Regions from separate parts of the Mus musculus genome. Here region 1 is linked to region 2. Evidence: chromatin contacts called from public HiChIP or PLAC-seq data. All regions are on one chromosome and are shown on one strand. The core of a region is the stretch at or near the end of the contact, and the rest is flanking DNA. Distances in the headings are between cores, read along the strand shown. Region 1 holds the start of Minar1 (membrane integral NOTCH2 associated receptor 1). Region 2 overlaps Mthfs (5, 10-methenyltetrahydrofolate synthetase).

Region 1 (3,747 bases), core at 51-2,550, 390 kb after region 2:
AGCTGATCTCAACTCACCTCACCACCCCACCCCCACCCCGGTGTTTACAACCTTTGACTACTATTTCACAAACAACGTCGGCATGCATGCTGTTAGAGCAAGCTACTCAATTGCTTCCCAGAAGCTCCCTGCACTCTTGCAGAGAGGACCAATGACTACTTGCTGGTTTTGTGGCCTCGCAGAGTACAGGACTTGGCAGGGATGGCGGTAGAGCAGGTGGGAAAGGCTGCTGAGAGGTGAGCTAGTGTGTGAATGAACTCAAGCCCCGCTGCCAGCCAGGCCTTGCTTTGGTGTTTTTCTGGCAGGTGAAGTTGAACGTCTCCAGGAGGAAAGACACCTCCTTTCCACAACAATGTGACTGGAAATCGCAATTTAACGTTGGGATACACTGGTCCGTTTTTCTAGGGTTGGTTCAGTTCTCCACCTTACTCCGATAGGTCGGGGGTGGGGAGGTGTCACACAAACAGTTCACCTACTTGACCCCCAAAACACCGTTGTTTGAAATGAATTCTTAACCAGGAAAACTTGCCCAGAATTTTGTGGTCTTTGGCCATTGTATCTCTACTTTCATCTCTTTTCCCTCCACCAGATATGGCCAAGCCTACTACCTACCGCGCGCGCGCACACACACACACACACACACACACACACACACACACACACGCACACCACACGCAAACACACATACCACATGCGCGTGCACACGCACACCCCTTTTCCCACTACCGTACCGAGCTCAGCGAAAAGGGTCTCCGTGCCCAGGCGGCCTGCAGTCGGGAACCTATCGGAGCCAGGGAGGAGTGCCAGTAGCCTGGGACTTTACACAGAGTCCCTGTGTAATAGCAACCGGCACGTAGCGATCACACCTTGCACGCACATACTTGCACATGTGCGCTCGGGTGCCCATGGGTCTCCCGCTTTCTGAAGTTACCTCTGGGGGCTGCTCCAGCTCTCCGTCCCCGGTCCTCCGCAGCTCTTGCGTGGCTCTGAGGTGGTGGTCCACAGGGCCTCCAACGCAGAGCTTCCCGAAGGTTCCCTAGGCAAAAGAATCCTAGGCTCCAGGGCAGCCCAGGCTTTGCACTTGGGGCAACACCCCTGGCGTAGGTTAACTTCAGCCCCCACAGCACGAGGTCTGGATCTGCAGACTAGGGTCGCACCCGGGCTTTCCTGGGCAGTCGGCAGCCACTGCCCACTTGCATGATGCTGGGGCTCTCAGCGGCTGGAGGATGCGGCCTCAGAGTCCGGATCAGCCCCAATCTCGGTTTCTGAGGCTCAGCCAGTGTCACCACATCACGGTCTTGGATACCGTGGGCAGCTCGGGCCAGGAACTCGATGGCCAGAGACCCAGTTTAGCCTCTCCATCATCTCCCGCCTGGGGAGCAGAGGAAGGCAGGACTCTCCAGCAGTGGGCTCGTGCTCCCTAGGGCGGGAGGGGCAGACTCCAGAGGGGCGCGGCAATAGCGCCGAGGGCGTGCCCTGCCAGAGGCTGCAGCCACCTAGAGAGTGGGCGCCCGCAACCCCAGAGTCCTGAGAAAGCCTCTGCTTCCTTAAGAGTCGCGCCTGCTGAGACCGGGCAAAAGCAAGCAGAGGTTGGAACTGGAGGGAGCCTCGGGCCAGATCCACCCCGGGGTTTGCTTCTCCCTATTTCCGGATGCTGAAGGTGACTGCGGCCCCCAGTGGAGAAGCAGAAGCTAACATCGTCCGCTGCTCTCCTTTTCTCCAGGTGCACTCTGCTCACCCTTCTGGGGCCTCAGACTCTGCAGTGCTTCACCAGGCCAGGGCAAACTGGTCACTTGGCTCATTGATGTTTCCCTCCTGGCCGGTGTTGGCTTCATTGGTACCCAGATTGGAGAGACTAGCGTTCACGTGACCAGCCCTCCCCAAACACGCACTCACACTCTTAACGGAATAGATTTCCAAAAGTCCAATTGGATACATCGATGAGGACTGGAGGCTTTTCCCAAGCCATCTAGGGTACTGCAGTGGGACTGAAATGCAGCAGCCTGCCTGTGGTGCCACCATTTATACAGATTGTCTTCCTCAGCTGGGAAAGTCACACAAACAGCGCTTTAAAGAAACGGAATTATAGTTTCAAACTCGTGGAATCAAGAGAAGAGTAGAGAAAAGAGAGAGAGAGAGAGAGAGAGAGAGAGAGAGAGAGAGAGAGAGAGAGAGAGAGAACCGGAGGGAAGGGGGAAGGAAAGGGAGGGAAGGAGAGGGGAGGAAAGGGAAGCGGGATGGAGGGGAGGGGAGGGAAAGGAAGGGGAGGGAAGGGGAGGGAAGGGGAGGGAAGGGAAGGGGGGGAAGCCTACTATTGGGGAACAAATAACTAAGGGGTGGCACCCTCTTAGGTTACTTTTCCAAGAGTGCAACCAAATGCAGGTTCCTGGCTAACTTTGTGACCTGTGGTCTGTCTTCTGTCCTTGGGAGGTGGTGGGGGCTGGAGGAGGGACACTGGTCTCCATGACAGCTTTCCTGCCTGAGGTTTTTTTGCTATGACTGGAAGCGTTCTAAAAGTGAACCTGTTAATACATGGATACTTTAAATAAAGCCTCATGGGGTAATAAGCTGCCAGCTGGATTTTCCCAGAATTTCACCCTTATTACTTTAGTGCCAGGCAAGACCATGCTCCTCTAGGGAGGACAAAAGCAACTGAGAGGTGAAAGAAAGGTCAAGTTTATTTGATCCACTGTACCTTGCTTGCCTAGGAGTCTAAATTTGTAACCAGTAGTGTCTTGGTCCAAACAATCTGGGGGATAGTCAGCAGTCAAAGATCTGCTAACTGATATGGAAGGCAAAGAGGGGCAGAGGGAGACAGACCTAACCCTGAGGAATAACTGTTAACTGTGCTGAGCAAGAAGTCCATTTGGATTCCAATGGAGAGAACTCTGGAGGCTGCAGCAGCCTGGTTGTTCAGAGAGTAAATAGAGACCTAGCAAACATATTTCTCCCAAAGCCAAGACTGTAAAATCCAAAGAACTGAAGGAGTTGGAACGGGAAGCTAGATGGATAGCGTCTGCCTGCTCCTTGACTTTTAATTTTTAAATGTCGTTCCCCTCCTGTTTCATTCTAAAAGAGCACCTGAGTCCAGACTCCAGAAGGAAACAAGCGGAAACCTTTGAATGGGGAGGGAGGGAGGGCTGTTCTATTTGATCTTGTTTCCCTGTACACTAACATTTTGGGGAAATTTGTAACAGTACAAACTTTTACATTTTAAACAGTATAAAGACACACACAAAGTGCAGGTTTCTGATCCTACACTGCCTCCTCTAGCTGGATTCTGTAAATCTACCCTTCAAGTGACTTCAGGCCCTGCAAAATTCCACTAATGTTCTATTCTGTACCATACTTCTCCCCCAGGACAGAGTATATGTGCTTAGGCTAACTGCCTACCCCAGAGGTTCATGTATTTAAAAACAAAATTAGTGCTGAGGTTGGGGCTACCCAGTGGAAAGAGGAGTGGCCTAGGAAGAGGTCCTTAGGTCACTGGAGCCAAGGAGCTCCTGGGATTCTGACCTTCTCTCTTTGCACCCCAACATCATTGCTGTCCAGAGGCCTGAGCAATAATAGAGTTTTCTGAGCTTGGACTTGAGTACTCAGAACTGTGAACTAAAATAACCCTTTTTTTATTATGAGTTAATTATCTCAAAGTTCTGTCTAGTGGCAGGAAAATGGCTAATGAGCATGGGTGCTGGAACACGGAAGCCAGAGAAGCTCACATGGGACTCTCTCCCTGGAGAGAGCCTG
Region 2 (3,785 bases), core at 1-2,500:
GTTCAAGAAATAGTGCCTCATATTTCTTAATTCAAAGGAGAAATTCTCTTAATAAATGCAATTATCTTGGACTGTACTTAGCAGTAGAGCTCATAAGCATGATCTGTTTAATGTTTGTGACAGCAGGCGAACAAGCAGATTTGCAGGTGGTAATGTCGAAAGCACAGACTGGAAGGCTACTCACCCTTGATCCCACAGCTAGGAAATAGCATGGTCCTTGCCCCTTACCAGCTGCCTTCAGAGGAGGCTGCTCTTTCAGAGCAATACCAAATAAGGGGAAGAAGAAAGACTGTGAACAAATGTAGGGTATAAGGCTGGTGCAGTTTTCCAAAAGTTAGCTTTGCAGTTTCGAATGCAAGAGAACTGTGGAATACACCTTCCCCAGGAAGAACAAATAAACAATAAAGTGTGGCTGTGCAGAAGAACTGGCTAACACCCAGAGACCTCTGCCTGAAGGTCTTGTTGCCATCCTGATGAGTGGAGCTCATTAGCTCTCCTGGTTACATTTCATTCCAGCCAGGCTTGGGAGACAAGAGTGGAAGGGTTAACTGGAATCAGGATTATGGTGGGCACTATGCTAATGTCTTCTGTTAATGAGCCTTTGCTGATTGTAAATCATGTAGGAAGAATATGGGTGAAGAAGGAAGGCTTTTCTGTTCTTCCTACTGAACTTCGCTTTTGTGGTTCATTAGGGTGTGTCTAGGGGTCATGCTCTAGTATATGTGGCATGGGAAGCTTGTTGAGCCCACACCTGATTTACTTGTCCCACTGATTTCTTCACTGGGGAAAGGTGACATTCAGAAGTACTGTTATGGAAATGTCAAGAGTCCCAGATAGGTAAGTAGGTAGGGTAGGTAAGGTTGTGCATGTGTATGTGCGTGTATGTGGTGTGTGTGTGTGTGTGTGTGTGTGTGTGTGTGTGTGTGTGTGTGCTCACGCATGTATCAGGCAGCAGAAGAGAAGAGAAAGGAAGAAAAGATGGTGGCAAGCCACAGAAAGAACTTCAGGGGCAACAGCAGATGGGGGAAGCCAGTAAGGAATGCAATATACATTCAGAAAAGCACTAAGATCTAAACAGCAGAAATGGGAAAATACCAGAAAGGACTTTCAAAGTCCTAGGTACTGGAACTGGGGCCACAGTCAAGTGCACAAATAGTAGAAGGGATTTGGGTGGAAGCAGTTCTAATGGGCATGGACGCAAAGGCCAGATTCCCAGGTAGAATGCCAGGACTTCTGCAGGGCAGTTTCAGGTCCCTGAGTTACCCAATGGCCAGAAGGCCATTCTCACTTCTGCTTAATAGCTAGAGAATTTCACGTTTAACTAGTGGCCATGCGAGGATAGACTTACTCATAATGTCACTTCTTTAATCCAAATATATATACCTTAGAGTTATTGAAGTCGGAGGTGCCATGCCAGGATTGATCTGTCTGAAGATAATGTACTCATTTTTCAGGGTCTTTGTGCTCTAGCAGTCTATTAAAATCCAAGCATGAAGGATGGCTTGGAAAAAATTATGGCCTGCAAGGAAAATTGCTGTCCAGCCGAGTCGACAGAGACATATACACTCAGCTCTACAAGACAGACTCTAGGGAGAAGCAGACCAAGCCCAGGGAGGAGTAGGAGCAGCAGCAAACTTGATCCCAGCGTGAGGGCTGAGAATGGCTTTCCTTGACTGTTTCTCTCCTCTGGTCTCTTCCTCCACCAGCAGGAATGTGATGGCTCCAGAATTCTGCCTTTTTTCTGTATGTGTCGGCGCTGATGAATATCCCAGCTGTTCTGTTGCCGTACCTTTTTGTTGCTTTGCTTGTATAGTTTGTTTTTTATTATGTTAGCTAGTAACCCATATGAGATGTTCCCTCTTAAAAGTTTAGGTCTAGAGTATACTTATTTTGGCCATAAACACAGTGTCCTACAGACTGCTGGAGCTTGTCCATCTTGCTTGGATGACACGCTGTGCTTATCTAATAGTATCTTCCCCTGGTCCTGACAACTGGCATTCTACTTCCTGTTTATAAAAGTTTTACTCTTCTAGATACCTAGTATAAGTGGAGTTATACAGTGTGTGCGTGTTTATATGATTGTTTTTCCATCTAGCACAGTGTCTTCTTGGTTCATCCATGTCCACTATTATTAAATTGTCTTCAATTTTGTGGCAGATTAATACCTTACCATATGCATGTGCCATGGTTTTGGTTATTTGTTTGTTTTGATCAGTTGTTACTCTGGTGGACATTTCGGCTGTTCTACCTTTGGGCTATTGGGTACACTTCAACATGAAGATGGAAGTGTAAAGATCTGCTGAGATCCTGATTTCAGTGTTTTTGGATAAACACCTAGGAGCAAGGTTTCTAGATCTTATGGTAGTTCCACTATTAATTTTTTGAGAATTCCATGTACCTTCGTCCTGGCATTTGTTCTTCCACTGCTGGAGAAAAGTGCACACCTGTCATCTCTTATTCCTTGCCCCGGTCTTTCTGCCCCATACGAAACTGCCGCTTGCCCCTTCCCTGCGCACTATCCTGCTACCCTTCTTTTGGCTTCCAGGATGTAACTTGACTCTTGACACGTTCTTAAAAAGCCCATGTCAAGTCAAAATACCCCATGACCAGGACTTCTCACCCAGCTAAATTTACTTATTCTCTACTGGAGTCTCTAGAGCCTTTGCTTCTGTAGCTTTGGGACAGTTGATAGAGATGTCATCTTAGCCTGATGTTACATGTTATTTTAAATGAACTGTCATCTCTTGAAGGCAAGGACTCTGTGTCCTCTCTGAAGATTTTACAAAACACCTATTCACATGTGGAGAGGCAGAAATCATAGTACATATATGTGTTACAGGTTTAGAAGGCAGGAACTTTAAGTTAGTTGCTCTTCAAAGGTAAAGAAGACCCTTGGCAGCAAGGTCCAAATGCACAGGACACTGTCCATTCCTATAGAGATAAAATAATGGGACAGGGATAGAAAGGAAAGATCAATGACATCACTTTCTTAATTGTTTTAAGCAAGCAGGCCTTGGAATAGGCAGGCAGGCTTAGCGGGTTGGGTCTGACTGCACCTGAGCTCTTCAGTGTGGGAAGTCAGCAGGCAAGGTGAACATGTACGTGGCAGGAACAGGAAATGGGGTTCACCTCATAGGAAGTCATCAGCTGCTTGATGCCAGCACTATTCTATCAGAACATCCTACTTCTAGCATCCTGAGCTGAGAGCCCTTGGCTTCCAGCCATGGTCTGCCGTGCTAGCAGTGCTGTCAGTGTGCTCACCCCACACCTAAGCTTTAAGTCTGAGCCTACCCTTGCCTGTCAGTGGGAGGGAATGGAAGAGGAGTGGGCCTTGTGGACTGCATGATACTCTTAACAGCTGTGGAATAGCTCCATCCTTTCTGTCTTCCCTGGCCTTCTCACATCCGTCCATCTGTCATGATCCCAGGGTACTGGCTCCCGAACCAGAGAGGTGTGGAGAATCAGCTACATGCTAGAGTTAAAGGAAGGTCTGAGGTCTGCCCACAGCGTCCTCTCACTGATGTGGACAAGGCTAAGAACCTGCCATTTCTATAGAGGCACACCAAAGGACTGCGGAAGGATGGATGCAGGACTAACAACGTTGCTGAAGAATTATTCCCTTTGTCTAACTTGTTTTTTTTTTTTTTTTCATGATTACACAAGGATTATATATATATACTCTTTTTAAAAATGGGAAAATGATTGATGTTAATAGAAATAACATGCTATCCTGAAGCAGTCATGAAGTAACCATTGATGCTCCAAGTACATTTCTGTTTTCCACA

Evidence for each region. HiChIP or PLAC-seq counts read pairs in DNA pulled down with a chosen protein or histone mark.
Region 1: an H3K27ac HiChIP or PLAC-seq map of microglia shows a contact between it and region 2, with 5 times the contacts expected there. The contact joins the promoter of Minar1 here to the enhancer-like site in region 2. A contact is called at or near these places in 8 of 39 promoter capture datasets (the 3T3-L1 cell line, the C10 cell line, cranial neural crest and 5 more), 2 of 484 Hi-C or Micro-C datasets (bone marrow-derived macrophages and cortical neurons) and 6 of 115 datasets of contacts at active chromatin or transcription factors (SST interneurons, astrocytes, embryonic basal ganglia and 3 more).

What each region holds. Positions count from the first base shown.
Region 1 is chr9:89,621,686-89,625,432 of GRCm38.p6, forward strand. It overlaps Minar1 (membrane integral NOTCH2 associated receptor 1), which reads right to left and starts at 1,301. Exons shown (of 4, transcript NM_153509.2): 1 at 932-1,301.
Region 2 is chr9:89,236,056-89,239,840 of GRCm38.p6, forward strand. All of the region lies in intron 2 of Mthfs (5, 10-methenyltetrahydrofolate synthetase), which reads left to right. Among named protein-coding and RNA genes, the nearest start is that of Mthfs, 27 kb to the left of the region's middle. Within about 2 kb of position 1,251, at least 1 of the 459 cell types and tissues checked has an H3K27ac peak or open chromatin away from gene starts, as enhancers often do. A contact at or near this core is called in microglia, where this site is marked.